Regions from separate parts of the Mus musculus genome. Here region 1 is linked to region 2. The links are chromatin contacts, called in public promoter capture Hi-C maps. All regions are on one chromosome and are shown on one strand. The core of a region is the stretch at or near the end of the contact, and the rest is flanking DNA. Distances in the headings are between cores, read along the strand shown.

Region 1 (3,897 bases), core at 645-3,144, 1.1 Mb after region 2:
CCCTTTTAAAGCCTTTACTTAATGTATGCATGTGTGTACTGTAGGTAGGCCTGTGGAGATCAGAGTATAACTTCTGGGAGTTCACTTTCACCTTCGGCCATGGGGGTCCTGGGGTTCAAATTCAGGTCTTCAGGCTTGACAGTGTGTGCCTGTAACTGTCGAGTCATTTATCCCACTTTAGTTCATGTTAGTTTTGAGAATCTCAGGTAGTTCAAATCAGCCTTAGTGTCCCTAGGTGGAGAGGATGGCCTTGAACATGTGATCTCCCTAGCGATAATCCCCAGAGTGCTGGGATGGCAGGCATGAGTCATCATTCTCACTTTTATAGGCTACTGAGGATCTAACCCAGCACGCCAGGCCAGCACTCAACCAAACGAGCTACAGCCTGAGACCACTGATTTCTTGTAGATTAAAAGAAACAGTAGAACCTTCCTGGGCAAATGTGAAGTAACTTAAAATGCCAGATCAAGGGGTGGGAGAATTGAAAGGGTTTCCCCCTCCTTGAGAGAATCCAGAGCTATTTCTGCCTTATAGTAATCCTTGTAAAATAGAGAGTTGATTAACGAAGATTGCTCCCAGTTATTGTTCTTGGCGGAGAAGCAGGTGTTTCTCAACCCGTGGGTCACGACCCACTACGGGATCAACCCCCTTAGATCATCAGGAAACAATGATATTTACATTGCGATTCATAAAAGTAGCAAAAAAAAAAAAAAGCTATGAAATAGCATTGAAAATACCTTTATGATGGGAGACGGGTCACCACAACATGGGGAACTGTATTAAGGGTCATAGCATTAAGAAGGTTGAGAACTATTGCTCAAACCTTAAAGCAGCTTTCTTCCCCCTGAATACTTTTTCTTGGAACAAAAGCGTTTGATGTTACATTGCTTTGATGTCATAAGCCAGAATATGGGAAAACTAGGAGTGTTGGTAATTTTCATCCCAAAGAAAAATGACATTTTTCGTCTCCAAAAAAAAAAAAAAAAAAAAAAAAAAAACCACAAAAACAAAACTCCATCCTTTTTCTCCATCGACATTGATAGAGATTCAAATTGCAAAATCGAAGGATGACATATATATTTTTACCTATTGTTAGAACTGAGTAACAGATTCACTTCAAAATCCTGTTACAAATAAACACACTTCTTTGGTGACTGGATATGGCTCCATTTATACAAACAACACACTTTTTCAAGTGGACTGAAAATGTACATTTTATTGAAAATGTAAAAATATTAGTTTCTAAACACGATAAGTTCGGGATAACACCTCTTTCTGGAATTCACATAGCTCACACACATTCCACAGGGGAAATTTGACGGTAGCAAATTTCCTAGGAAGTCTCTCCAGGATGTGCGGTGTCCCATAGTAATTTACTGGCTCAGAGTTTTTTTTTGTTTAAAGCAGTGGTAAGTATTAAAAGTGCAAGTGAAAACACCCTTGGCTTCCAGATGACACCGAGATGAGATGAAAATCAAGATTTCAAGTCAGTGGTAGGGCGGTGTCCCCTGTCTTGTTTCAAAGCACGCCGCGCTATCCCCGGGCAACGTGTAAGCAAGCATCGTCCTCCTGGGAATTACGGGGGTGGGGTGCTGTACCGCACCCACAGACCCTCGGGTGGCCGCGGTCGGCTCCGCGGCGGGGGAAGCCCTCCCGCGCGCAGAAGCGCGGGCGCGCGCAGAGGGATGCGGGGCGCCGAGGCGAGTACCGGCGCCGCTCCCGCCGCCTAGCCCGCCAGGGGGAGCGAGTGCGCTCGGCGGCCGGCTGCGGGGACTGCGGGGCCTGCGCGGGCGGTGGCCGGCGACTGCGCCCCACCGCGGCGCACCCGCGTCCCCACCCCCTCGGCGCCCGCCCGCCCCCGGCGCGGCCCTGCCCGCCCCCTCCGCCCCCTCCCGCGGCGCCATGCGCAGACTCAGTTCCTGGAGAAAGATGGCGACGGCCGAGAAGCAGAAGCACGACGGGCGGGTGAAGATCGGCCACTACATCCTGGGGGACACGCTTGGTGTCGGCACCTTCGGGAAAGTGAAGGGTGAGGACGCCCGGGCCAGCGCGGACCCGGCGAACGGCGAGCGACTGCGCCTTTCGCACTCCGCATCCTCCCCCGCGCCCGCCTTCCGGGTGTCTGGGCTCCGTATCCCCGGTCCGGGCGGCGCTGGGAGCGGAGCCCGAGGCTGCCGCGGGCTGCAGAGCTGTGGGGTCCGCCGCGGTGGGGTGGGGGCGGTCGCCATGGCGACGGCGCGGCGCCGGAGGGGCGGGGATGGCTCTGGGTGCAACTTTCCCAGGCGAGGGAGTTGGGCACTGAGCGCGCGGGGGCGCCCGGCGCGGACGAGGGGGTCTCTTGTGGTCTTCTGATCCCCTGTGTGCCCTTGGCGCAGAGCCAGCCCATCGCGCCCTGGCGGTCCTCGGAGTTGTCGCTGCCTCGCTTTTAGGAGGTTGTGGACTAAAGTGCTTCTTCGGTTTCCTGAATCGAAATGTGTTCTTCCAAAAGCAAGGTAGCTGTGGAGATACCTTTCAGAAATAGTAATGCCCTTGTTAGGACTATTGATCTCCGTCAGGACTTTTGATGCATATGCCTGTGAACTGGCGCGGTGTTTCCTATGCGTGGTTTACAGTTGGATGCAGATGCTGCTTTTAAGTGATTCCGTTTTCGGAAGTTTTGCGGTTTCCGAGAGCTATACCTGGTAGGTAGGGCATATGTTAACTCCAGATGGTATTTATTAGCTTATAGGTATAGTTTCCGTTTATTCTCACAGTATATTTATATTTTAGTAATTCAGTGCACATCATTTGGACTTTTTGTTCGTTTTGGTAGAATCCCCTGTTACCGCCTTAGCAAAAGCACAAGCATTCTGTCTTCAACTAACTACTCTAGCCCACCACCTGTGACAAGGAAAATTCTGATTACAACCTTTGTGAGGTGGACTTTTTTCCCCTTTAAAATATTTAAGCCTGCTATTAAGTATTTAGAGGAAGGAAGTTTGGAGCTGATAAGAAATAATTCATACATTGGTTTTGGAGAAATAATAGACTATGGCCTGCATATATAGTAAGCTCCTTAGTAGATATTTGATTGAAGTGAAAAAGTTTGTCAAATTACACAGCAAGCTAACTGAGCTCCGTTCTCCCAGGAGGGCAGAAAGAGCCCTTCCTTCTCTTGCCCTTTCCCAGTCCTAAACGGAAAGTTGCTGTGTTACCCTCAGGGGAGCAAATGCCTAAACCTACCTAGGAAAATCAGCAAGCCAGACAGTGTGAAGGAGGAGTAGGTGTGGTCTAGGGCCTAGCACTGATCATGGTTCAGCCAGTGTTCGTGAACACTCTCAGGGTTTTGCTTTGTCTCTTTTTATGCATGCATGCATTTATTTATTTCGAGAGAGTGTTACAATGCTGTCCAGGCTGGCTTTGAACTTGTTATTCTTCGTGCTTCAGCTTCCTAAGTAGTTGGCATTAACAGGCAGCTAGCTCTTCCAGTGTTTTGTTTACCTTTAGCTAGGCATCCTTGTTTGCCATTAGAGGTGGTAAGAAGTGCTAATTAAGGCTCTGATGGAAGTGATAAGGCAGACTTGAACTCAGAAGGCTCCTTCCGAAGGCCCTGCTTGGAATGAATGTGGCATCCAGTCCGCCATTCCTTTGACACAGACCAGAGCGGATCAAGCAGACAAGAAAGGAAGAAGGGATTGTTTTCCCGGCCTGGGATTTGACCTGGGAAGTAGCAGTGCCTCGAACCTCCCTCCCAGTGACTCTGCTTTTCCTTAACCTTCACTTCTCCACCCACCCACACAGCCTTCTCTTGAAATCCTATACCATCAGTCATAAGCCTCCTCCAATACAGAGGGCCAGTGTGAGTCAGAGGATCCTAGGCTTCTCGGTTATAATTAAACTTGTCCTTGAACTTGTTAG
Region 2 (4,238 bases), core at 232-2,731:
GTGTGGCATTTAAATGAAACTGGGAGATCATTCCATTTTCCTATTATTCTGGATGCTAAATGTTGACCATGATGATAACTAAAAACATATTACATGCCAGACACTGCACACTCTTTCGGTGCATTGCGATTTTTAACTACGTCACTGCGTGGAGCCGCAAATGGAATGATGACATTTGCTGTTGGCTACCATGTTATGTATTATACTCCAAGTCAGCATAAATGGATAAAGTTTCAAACTCTTGGGTGATACTAAACCAGAATCAAGCAGGTATGTCATGGTTATTGTTCAGTGTTCCAGAAGCTTTCTTTGTCACCGATGCCATCTACCTTGAAGGTGACTTTGAGTCAGCCTGTGAGCAGGAGCCCTCTGAATTTACTCAGTCTTTTCCCCTGGATTCTGCTCATTCTATTGAGCGTTTTTTCAGTTTTTCCCCACATCTGGACATTGGAGGTCACTCTAGTACTGCGAATAGTATCTTACACAGTGGGAAGTATCGTTGTGGTAGATCCTGTATTTCAGATAGCAGAGACAAAGATAATTGTCTTAACTCTGTTCATAGCCCAAATAATATTTGGACATTTGATCTCCCTGACTTTATCTACCAAGTGTTTGAATTCTGTAAGTCATGCACCAACATTATATAACAGTTTATTTATGATAAATGTTTTACACCAAGAAATAAGCCAGCATGTTTATGTAAAGGAGAAAATCAAATCACCTTTGGTATGAATTATTATTTTTACCTTGTAGAGATGACAGTCTTACATTTAGAGATATGTTTTCTCTTTCTGATGCATCCTATACAGCCAGCCTTATGACACATAAAAGCAAAGAAGTGAACGGCAATGTGTGAATGTCATCACACGTATCTTTCTGATAGGCAGCAACCATTTGAGTGCTTCCCCATGAAGCTGCAGCCTACCCCGTTTTGGTTGAGTATGTCTGGCCCTGTGAAGGAACTGGGTGATTATTTAAGAGAGACAGTAGAAGTGGGCACACATGCTGGCACACAAGCCAGAGAGATGTTTCTTGTTTTAGCCCCAGACTGTTATTTTGGACCTCTCTTTCTCTGAGTGGGAAAAGTCGTCCCTGATGAATTTCACAAGCTGATGAGTAAAACCAGCCCAGAGTGACTCCTGGATGTTGTGCTGCACATGAACAACGAGGAGGAGCCATGGCTGTGTGGTCTCCTGGGCTGGCTCCTTGAGGTCTGTTTGGGTCCATCTCAGGAGCCATGGCTGTGTGGTCTCCTGGGCTGGCTCATTGAGGTCTGTTTGGGTCCATCTCAGGAGAACTCTTGTCAACCCCCCAACTCCCCATGACACCCTGTCCCAGCTGCCTGTGTGCATAACACGCGCAACCCTGTCCTTTTCTCTGTTTATTTTTCCTTCTTTTCCTTTTTTTCATGCTTAATATAGAACACCTAGAGGAGGGCAGAGAGTGCTTCACTCAGGGGACGGCTGATAACACAGCCTGGAGTGCACTGTACATGCTTGTCAGAAAAGGTCATCTGACTCAACCATAGAAGGCTACCAGTGCCGCCTGTGACCGAAATAACCTGTTTTATTAGTTTTTAAAAATTGTGTGTGTGTGTGCATGGCATCAGCCTGTGCTGTGTGTGTGCATCAGGGCCGTCAGCGTATATTTAAGTTGGTGCTATAAAACAAAGATTTACACAACACCTTTTCAACTATCTATCTTTGTTACTTTTCATATTCGTTTTCACAAGCTAAACTCATTTCTGTTTCATATTCTTCCTATTTACGTATATTTATATAATTGCCTATCAAAATAATTGTTTTGCATCACAAGATAATAGCCACATACAAATATGTACACACCACCTGCTTGGCTTACAAAGATTGAAGACCTAGGAATTGTCTATCGAAGATAAGAGCCTGCCTTCTTCCCAGAGGCAACCACCATGAGGATAATTATATGTTTTCAGTCTCCCTCTTTTGAAAATTCTGTGTCATAAGGAGGTTTAAAAATGTGTTTTCCAAAATGATATCCTAAGGATTCTTTTTGTCATATCTGTACGAGCGAAGCTTTGAAAACTGTGAGTTCGTGTTCTATGCCAATGACGGGCAAACCCCATCTCTTTAGGAGGGTGACTTGAGGAAAAGATTAGGGGACATCTGCCATCCTCCAAGCTGACACATGCTGTGTCTGGGTAGAGAGTACGGAAAGGTGCAGACTGAGATGCAAATGATGTTGCAATACTATGTTTAAGATGTATGTTTTCAAGAAGGACTGTGAACATGCATGGCTGTGAGCAGAGACAGCAGTGCCCCCTCCTCAGCCCAACACTCTATGCACTTGGGTGTCCATCATCCTTCCTGCTCCATCCTCATCTCCATCTCTCCCTCACTTGTCTTATCTTGAGACAAGTGCTAGATAATGTCTCAGTGATGTTTAAGACAAATTCACTCATGCTGTGACATTCCAGCATGCCTGGCACGTCTCTGGGTGCTGCAAATTCACCATGAACATGAAGGAGAGAGAGCTCTCTACCCTCAGGGAACTTTTATTCGCAGACTAAATAAGTGAAACAGAGAGCATGTAACGATGTTGTTAAACATCGATGGAAAAATGTCTAGGAAATGTCAAGGAAAGAAACAGTTCATAAACGATGTGTTCAGTGAAAAGCCACATTGTGATGACTTTTTTTGTCTTAGTTTTGTTTGTTTGGTTGGTTTTGTTTAGTTTTGGTTTTTCAAGATGAGGTTTCTCTGTGTAACAGCCCATGGCTGTCCTGGAACTAGCTTTGTAGACTAGGCTGGCTTTGAACTTACATTGATCCACCTGCTTCTTCTCCCAAGTTCAGGAATTAAAGGCATGTGCCATCATGCCCAGCTAGAATCTTCAGTATTTTTAACCTTTATTTTTATTTTATGTGTATGGCTATTTTCCATTCATGTATCACATGCATTCTGTGCCTAAAAAAACCAACAACAACAAAAAACCAGATAAGTGCTTTGGATCCACACGAGCTAGAGCTAGAGATGGTTGTGAGCCACTATGTGGGTGTTGGGGAATTGAACCCAGGTACCTTAGGAGAACAGCATCCTTAACTGCTAAGGCATCTCTCTAACCCATTTATAGGGTTTTGAAAAATAATTTTTATTGAGAATTTCATAAATGCATATTATGTGTTTTGATCATAAGTATGCTCCAATTGTCTTCTCTTCTGGGCAGGGTGGTAGGCTACAGTCTTACATGAGCAACTTTCTTGATAGGGTAATGATGATATCTTCTTCAGAGCTAGGTAAAATTTCTATTTTTAGGACATTTTATAATAGTTCCCATGAACTCTTAAGGCTTTCTTAGGGTTTGGGTGTGATTTGACCCACCTAGGCTCATGGTCTGAAAGGCCTGAAGGAGCTGAAGGGGTTTGCAACCCCATAGGAGGAACAACAATATGAACCAATCAGAGCTCCCAGAGACTTAACCACCAAATAAGGAGTACACATGGAGGGACCCATGGCTCCAGCTGCAAATGTAGCAGAGGATGGCCTTGTTGGGCATCAATGGGAGGGGAGGCCTTTGATCCTGTGAAGGCCCCAGTGTAGGGAAATGTGAGGGCAGTGAGGTGGGAGGGGCACACTCTCATAGAAGCAGGAAGAGGGGGGATAGGATAGGGGCTTTTGGGGGGAAATCGGGAAAGAGGACATTTGAAATGCAAATAAATAAAATATCCAATTAAAAAAATTCAAAAAAGAAAAAAACAAAAAGAACGATTAACACTAGTCTTCTGGAATGAGTTTGTCTCCATGTTGTACTGCAGTCAAGGGAACCCTCACCAGAGGCAGTACTGATGAGTTACCTAGTCTTGACTTCTTGTCTCTAAGCCTACATACTGAACACCTTGTTTTTGTCTATTACGTACACTGTCTCAGTTACTTATTTTTTGTCTCCCTTCCCGGTTTCCCCTCTTCAAATTCCTATCCCATGCCCCCTCCTCCTGCTTCTATGACAGTGTGCCCCCTTCCACCCACTGACCTACCCCTGTCTCCCTGCCCTGGCATTCCCCTACACTGGGGCATCCATTGAGCTTTCACAGGACCAAGCTCTTCCCCTCCCATTGATGCCAGATACAGTCATTCTTTGCTACATATGCAGTTGTAGCCATGGGTCCCTCCATGTGTACTCTTTGGTTGGTGGCTTAGTCCCTGGGAACTCTGGGGTTACTGGTTGGTTCATATTGTTGTTCCTCTTATGGGGCTGGAAACCCC

The links. Promoter capture Hi-C pulls out the DNA fragments that hold promoters and counts their contacts.
Region 1: a promoter capture Hi-C map of the C10 cell line shows a contact between it and region 2, with 7 times the contacts expected there. The contact joins the promoter of Prkaa1 here to the enhancer-like site in region 2. A contact is called at or near these places in 6 of 39 promoter capture datasets (the C10 cell line, cranial neural crest, frontonasal cranial neural crest and 2 more) and 3 of 115 datasets of contacts at active chromatin or transcription factors (the 230-238 cell line, embryonic forebrain and large pre-B cells).

Annotation. Positions count from the first base shown.
Region 1 is chr15:5,141,967-5,145,863 of GRCm38.p6, forward strand. It overlaps Prkaa1 (protein kinase, AMP-activated, alpha 1 catalytic subunit), which reads left to right and starts at 1,895. Exons shown (of 9, transcript NM_001013367.3): 1 at 1,895-2,029. The coding sequence starts at 1,903.
Region 2 is chr15:4,062,735-4,066,972 of GRCm38.p6, forward strand. All of the region lies in intron 7 of Oxct1 (3-oxoacid CoA transferase 1), which reads left to right. Among named protein-coding and RNA genes, the nearest start is that of BC037032, 37 kb to the left of the region's middle. Within about 2 kb of position 1,482, at least 10 of the 459 cell types and tissues checked have an H3K27ac peak or open chromatin away from gene starts, as enhancers often do.